2 separate regions of the Mus musculus genome follow, and region 2 is linked to region 1. The links are chromatin contacts, called in public HiChIP or PLAC-seq maps. All regions are on one chromosome and are shown on one strand. The core of a region is the stretch at or near the end of the contact, and the rest is flanking DNA. Distances in the headings are between cores, read along the strand shown. Region 1 overlaps Spred2 (sprouty-related EVH1 domain containing 2). Region 2 has its middle 74 kb from the start of Spred2.

The links. HiChIP or PLAC-seq counts read pairs in DNA pulled down with a chosen protein or histone mark.
Region 2: an H3K27ac HiChIP or PLAC-seq map of embryonic stem cells shows a contact between it and region 1, with 9 read pairs. The contact joins two enhancer-like sites. A contact is called at or near these places in 1 of 15 datasets of contacts at CTCF or cohesin (the NIH/3T3 cell line), 7 of 484 Hi-C or Micro-C datasets (embryonic fibroblasts, embryonic stem cells, liver and 2 more) and 10 of 115 datasets of contacts at active chromatin or transcription factors (embryonic stem cells, intestinal crypt epithelium, microglia and 1 more).

The regions. Positions count from the first base shown.
Region 1 is chr11:19,985,522-19,989,291 of GRCm38.p6, forward strand. All of the region lies in intron 1 of Spred2 (sprouty-related EVH1 domain containing 2), which reads left to right. Among named protein-coding and RNA genes, the nearest start is that of Gm39603, 49 kb to the right of the region's middle. Within about 2 kb of position 1,895, at least 150 of the 459 cell types and tissues checked have an H3K27ac peak or open chromatin away from gene starts, as enhancers often do. A contact at or near this core is called in embryonic fibroblasts, embryonic stem cells, liver and 2 more, where this site is marked.
Region 2 is chr11:19,848,608-19,851,990 of GRCm38.p6, forward strand. No RefSeq gene overlaps it. Among named protein-coding and RNA genes, the nearest start is that of Spred2, 74 kb to the right of the region's middle. Within about 2 kb of position 1,489, at least 103 of the 459 cell types and tissues checked have an H3K27ac peak or open chromatin away from gene starts, as enhancers often do. A contact at or near this core is called in embryonic fibroblasts, embryonic stem cells, liver and 2 more, where this site is marked.

The sequences.
Region 1 (3,770 bases), core at 645-3,144:
GTGTTGACTGGCCTTATGTTAGAGACCTTTTATTCTTTCCTTGGTACTAGTGTTGCTCACAATGATGGCTTTATTATGTTGACTTCAGGTCAATCTCTGTGAGTTCAAGGTTAGCCTGGTGTACATATGGGAGTCTCAAGCCAACCCAGAATATACAGTGAAACTGCCTTTAAAAAAAAAAAAAAAAGAAGACTGAAGAGATGATGGCTCAGCGGTTAAGAGCACTGACTTCTCTTCCAGAGACCCTGAGTTCAATTCCCAGCAACCACATGGTGGCTCACAACCATCTGTAATGGGATCTGATACCCTCTTATGGCTTGTCTGAAGATAGCTACAGTGTACTCATATACATAAAATAAAAAATAAATCTAAAAAAAAACGAGGGGAGGCTGAATAGGTGGCTCGGTGCTTCCAGAGAACCTAGTTTCAATTCCCAGTACCCATGTGACAGCTCACAACTGTATGCAACTCCAAGATCTGATACCTTCATACAAATACATGTAGGCAAAACACCAGTGCACATTAAAAACAAGAAAAAACTCCTCCTATGCTAGTTACAGCCTTTTATCAGCACATGTAGCGTATTCAGTTTATTCTAAAAACATTCCATGCTCTGCGTGTGTGTGTGTGTGTGTGTGTGTGTGTGTGTGTGTGTGTGTGTGTACTCGCATGTGCGGCGCATGCACATTCTAGGCAAACACCCTGCCACTGAGCCCATTTTCTTCCATTTTCAAAAGACTTCAATAGGACTCCCTTACCCTGGGAGTTTTATGATTGCGTAGTAACTCCATGCTGAGTGAAGGAGCTGGGCCTGTGGTGTTGTCATGGGTCTTGGTGGCTTCTGGTCTTTTTCTATTAAATGTATTCTGTTGGATTTTTACTACTACAAGTTTTCTGCTTCTGCAAGATGTTTCAGTAGCGTGTGTTTGCTAAAGCCCTTGGCAACACTAAGGGACTGTAAAGCCAATTAAAAAAAAAAATAATACAGAAGTTGTAAAGAGACCTCAAAAGCCCTTTGACTCCCCCCCCCCCTGCTGCATATGAAGAGGCTGTGGCTCAGTAGTAGATTCAAAGAGTCACACCCAGTTGTGAGAAGAGGATGTGTTACCAGGTCTAGTTAGACTAATAAATGCCAAATGGAATGACCTCTGTTGAGGAGGAACAGCCCAGATGGCCCCTCACCCCCCTCCAGCTGTTGCTCTCTCCTGGAGTTGGGCTGTTAGTAATTCCTCTTCACTTAAAATTCCTTCACAGTTGTTACCTAAGCCAGTAAATCTTAAAATCCCAACAGCACCGATCCAGGGACTTTTCCCACAACATGGAGCCCTTGTTTGTAAACTGTGGACAGCGGTGGGGAACCGCCCTTCCTCGGTCCTGGGGGGTCAGTAACCTTGAACGGTCCCTTTTCTCCCGGAATGAGGAGTCCCACTCAGTCCTGTTCTTTCTAGCGTAAAAGGAGCGTGGAACTAAGTTGCCTAATGTCCCGTCACCACATGATTGGATAACTACCAACTTGGCTGCCTCCTAGCCAGTGTCTGCTGAGGAGTGGAGATTTAGCCCCCACTGCAGAGCAGATACCTTGAAAATAGGACATTATTGCTTATCTTTCCCTCTGTAGTAAAGGAGATGACAGAACTCAGAACCAAGGTGAAAGAGCACAAAATGAAACACTAACTCTTGCCGCCTGAAAGGACACTCTACGGGTGGCTCTGACTAGAATATAAAGTGAGGCTCGTAAAAACCCTGCCTGTGGCCTGTGGGCCCTGGCTCTCCTTCCTTCCTGTGGGCTACGTTATCACCTTTTGTTTGGGAGAGATCTTAAGCTGGGCTGGCCTGTAAAAGAGTTTGTAGGTTTTGAATTTGGTAAAGTCATTTCCTGACCTTTTGACCTTGGAGGAGGGCGGGGTAGCAGGAGAAAGAAATCCATCTGTGGACTGGGCAGAAGTAGTCAGACTGTTCGGGGCATTATTGATGAAGTATAAACCTAGATTTCACACTCCCTGGCCACCGTCAGCTGGTTTCTTGCTGACACTCCACTTCCTTTGCTTTCTCCAATAATGAGGGCAAAAGCAAAAAAACAAAAAATAGTCAAGAGAAGAAGGTGGCTGTGGGTCGGAGCCCTGGGTTGGAGATTATTAACTTTAAGCAACTCCCTTTGCTGTTTGTGTTTTAAAGAACTGATTTTGTTTTATTGCTGATGCGCTTAATGGGGGTGGGAACCATTCTGGTCGGTGGCCTTGAGGTTTAAACAGGACCAGGAATATGGTTTGTGCAAGAGTGAAGGGAAAACCCGAGAGCTTGATTGATTACTTTCAGGTAAAAACAGGAGGGAGAGTTTTCTCAGGGCGGGGTCGGTTTGTCTTCAGCCGGAAATCCCTTAGATCTTGGTTAATTATGAACGCTGACCCCAGGCTCCGCCGAGCAGACCGACAATAAAGGCAGAGTCCTAAACAAACCTCCGTTCAGGTTTGACCCTTTGACCTCCCAGGGCTCTCTTGTCCCCAAAATTTTCAAAGTAGTCACCCTGACACTCACCCCTTTAGGGCACATACTTAGTCTATAAGAGTTAGATACATTCTCCCCCCCCCCCAAAAAAAAAACTAAATAAAGCTTATTTCCAAAACTACTGATGTCAAAATTGTTATGTTTTAGTGGTTTTTGGACAAAAAGTCTGAGCTACCTCCAATTGGTGTTTTGAATGTTAACAAACTATTACAATAAAATGTTTATGTGGTTTCCCAAAAGTGCCCGTGTTAGCATTTTAAAAGGTCGTGAATAATGCTGTACACTTAACAACATGGCAGACACAGCAGAGGCCTGGTGTCTTGTGGGCCTGGAGTAACTGCGGCCAGTGGCCTGGAAATCACAGTACAGAGGGGTGCTGAGGAGGAAGGAGCAGCATCCAGGGTGGAGCACTGTGCTGGCTGGGAGGAAGCCTGACATGGCCTCGTCATGCGCCCACCTAGGGTGGGGCCAAGGGTTATTTGGTGCTTGGTTCTAAAGAGAATTTTTTCTCTTTTCTTTTCCTTTTCTTTCATTTTCTTTTTTTAACCTTTTCTTTTAAAAAGGATTCTTGATTTTTTTTTTAAAATAATTCTTGAATTCCATTGAATTTTTGTTTGTTTGTTTGTTTTTTAAAAACTGTGGTTTGCATGTGCTTTTGGATCTGGATCTGTTGTTGCCAGAGCGGCTCACAAGCTTAACTTCCTGGAGCAAGTGTTTCCGACTCAGTAGTGATTACAGGTGCAGTCAGCGGCCCACAGCTGAGATAGAGGTGAGGCCGGTCCAGGCAGGATGGGGGTCCAGGCAGGATGGGGGTGGGGGCCTGGGCTATACTTATGCTCTCTGCTTTCTGGGGCCCCAGGGTGGAGGGGTGAGCTTTCCAGCTGTAAAGATTAAAGCAGAGAGTCTCTTCAGATTTTCCAGAGAAGGCCTCCCTTCCCTGATGTCTGCATGCAGCATATTCACGAATGCACTGGGCATTCCAGAAGAAAGCAGGAGAAACCGAAAGAAACCATGAAAAATCACTTGAACGGGGCTTTTACACCCTGGTTACTCACCTCCAGGGGTGCTCAGGAAAGGCACACTGACCCAGAGGGTGACCCAAGAGCATTTTATTTTAGGTCACCTGCCTTAGACAACACTTCTAACATTGCCCTTTCAGAAGTACCAAGAGGTACCTCCCCCATCCCCAGAACAGGATTTTTCTGGGTAGCCCTGGCTGGCTGTCATGGAACTCTTGTCTGTAGACAGGCTGACCACAGAGCATC
Region 2 (3,383 bases), core at 239-2,738, 140 kb before region 1:
GACTTCGGGGGCTGAGAGTAGCTGGGTGTAGTTCGGGAACTTGGAGTTCTTTTTAATATTGCCCACAACATCCTCCAACAAAGCCAATTCTTCCAATTCTATCAAAGAGTTCCACTCCCTGGTGACTAAGCATCCACATATATGAGCCTACTGGAGGCCGTTCTTATTTAAACCAATACATTTAGCACCTGACCAGGCTACTTCATTGCCCTCAGTAAACACTCATACACATGCAGAAGCAGTGTCTGAACTGAGAAAACAAGTTACTGACTACACGCTTGTCACTAAACTAGTTACCATGCATTCTACAAATACGGACCAGGCCTCCAGACATGGTGGTTACATCTGTAACCCTGCAGGTGGGAAACTAAGACAGAAGAATCGCCACAGCTCATGACCATCCTATGCTAGAGAGTGCGTTCCAGGCCAGCTTGAGTTACAGTGGGAGACCCTCCTGTCTTTGAAAAAAACAGAAAAATGAACTCTTATAAAGCCCTACCATCATTACTATACCTAACATCTAACACTGATTCAGTTATCTTCTCTGTTGTTTGCAGCCCACTAAATTTCAGGCCCCTCTTACATATCCTGGCCTGAAGCTCACATTAGAGAAGCTGGGTTACTAAAGGCCAGCTCTCCTCCCCTGAAGATACTTAAAAGCTAGAGGGACGCCCATTCCTGAAGCCGGAGAGCACACAGGAAACTACGGAGTCCAATGCACATTTACAGGAGACTAACCAACACACCCTGCTCTCTTTTCCTCCAGTCCTCCCCACCACACAGAGCCCCCACCCCCACCCCTGGGTGGCACTGGGAACATACAAGCCAGCTTGCCCCACCCTTCAAGGATCCTAGCAGTTCCAGGCGCCAGAGAGCCCCTCTCTGTGTGTGCCCTGGCCTGTCTGTGAGGAGCTGGTGGGGCCCACAGACAGATCTGGGTGCACTGTGGCCTGACCACATCACAAGCCCAGGCCTGGGTGCAGGCTGTGGCAGGCTGCCCACCCTTCCCTGTTTTCCTTTCCTTACCTACACTGGCCCCAGCAAAGCAGTTACAAGTCGGTCCAGAAGCTGCCAACAGACTGGGGCCGAGAGACATGAAAGTCTATGAGTCAGCGGCTGCTTTGATTCCCCTGGCCTTATAAACCTGGCCTTTGAATCTTAGCAGCAGGATCCAAAGAACAGAGAAAGCTGGAACCAGAGCTACCAAAAATGAACAGGGAAGCTGGCCAACCCCACCTCACACCAGTGCCCTAGAAAGGGCAGTGAGGAGCAGGGTGGAGTGTGTGTGTGTGTGTGTGTGTGTGTGCCCGCGTGCCTTGTCTATATTGCTTGTTGTGCCCTTACTTTGGAGGACAACACCAACTACAGGTGAGGGGTGCTCACAGTCTGATCCAGGAGCAAAGAAACACAATGTCCTGGTCTGCTCAAACTGCATAACAAAGCAGCTTATACTGGGGTGGAGCCACTGTTGAGGTTTGCTCTGTTGCTATGGATTGTAATGAGAAATACTGGCCCCCAAGGTCTGGATGCCCCAGGGAGGAGGAAATGCCACAAGTACTCCAAGTACCTTAAACTTCAAGTTATCCTGCTTGGTCAATAAAGATGCCTACACCCTGCAGCTGGGCAGAAGAGAGGTAGGCGGGGCTTTGGTTCAAGGGCTTGGGGTCTGAGGCAGAACAGGAGGGGAGGGGAGGGGAGGGGAGGGGAGGGGAGGGGAGGGGAGGGAACACCATGTGGTAGGTGAATTATGAAAACTTGCCAGTTGGAGTAAGAGCAGCCCAGGCAGAACATAGCAAGTTCTATCACAGGGTTATTGACAGGGAAGTAGACAAAATAGCATAGAGGGTAGCCATCTGCCCAGCTCTACTGCTTTAAGGCTTATTATAAATATAAAGGTCTTGTGTCTTTTATCTGGGAACTGAATGATCCAAAGTGGGGTAGAAAACCCCAGCTAATAATTACCACAAGTGACAGTCCACAGCACATGACTTTTCCTCAGCTACAGACAGTCTGCTTCAATTCTCCTGACTTTACAGAAGGAAAGTCCAAGCTCATAACTCTAGTTTAATCTTAAGTGGCTCCCAGAGCCTCATGTGGCAAAGGATAGTGTTCCCAGGGTTCTCTTAAGAGAGGGAGACTTTGGGAAGCAGGGCCTAGTGGGAGAGTTGAGGTCACTGGAGGTGGGCCCTGGAAGGGGACTGTGGGACTCCGGTCCCTTCCCTTTGGCATCTCAGGTATTCTAAGAGTGGTTTTACAACTCCAGGGTTCCCAACATGATGTGCTGCTGCCTAGGCAACAACCTTCAAGCTACAGGACCAGACAGGGTTAAACTAGACTGGGACTGGCGAAGCAAAGCTCTTTCCAGGCTGGTTATCTGGGGACTTGTCTCTGAAGCGGGAAGTTGGCAATTCCAAGTGTCAAAAGCATCCCGTTAGGATATAATATGCCGGGGCTCACAATCAGAACACCCAACTCCCGTTTCTTCCCTACCTAAAGCTGTCTTCTATCACTTCTTTCCCTTGGGTCCCACCAAGGTTCAAAGGTCAGCTCTAGGCATGGTGGTTTTGCTTGCATTGGCTTTAATTCAACAAAGTCAACAGAAACGTTCTCAGTCTTTCTTAGGATTCCTCTCTATCCCTGGTCCCAATTTGTTTGCTGTGATGGGGTTTTGCTATGTAGCCCAGGGAGGTTTTATTTAAACTCTGATCCTCCTGCCTTAGCTTCCTGAGATCTAAAAATGTAGTTGTGCACCACCCCCCACGCCCCACAGCTGCGCCTCCCCTCACAGCTACACCTCCCCTCACAGCTGCACCTCCCCTCACAGCTGCACCTCCCCTCACAGCTGCACCTCCCCTCACAGCTGCACCTCCCCTCACAGCTGCACCTCCCCTCACAGCTGCACCTCCCCTCACAGCTGCACCTCCCCTCATAGCTGCACCTCCCCTCATAGCTGCACCTCCCTTTCACCTTTTTGACCCTTTAAAAAAAAAAAAGTCAGAGTCTCTCTGTGTAGCCCTGAATGTCTTGGAACTTGCTCTGTAGACCAGGCTGCCCTCACAGAGATCCATCTGCCTCTGCCTCTGCCTCCCAAGTGCCTATGCTAAAGGCATGTTCCACCACACCTGGCTGTTGTTGTTGTTGTTGTTGTTGTTGTTGTTGTTGTTGTTTTGCTTTTGGGGGTTTTCTTTGTTTTGTTTTATCTTTTTATTTTCTTTCTTTTTATTTTTTAAGAATGTAGTATGATCATATTATTTATCCTCATTTTCTTTCCTCCTCTAACCCTCTCATACACTCCTCCTTGCTCTCTTTCAAATTCATGACCTCTTTTTTCATTAACTGTTGGTGCGTGTATGTAAATCTGTTTCGTCTGTATAATGTTACTT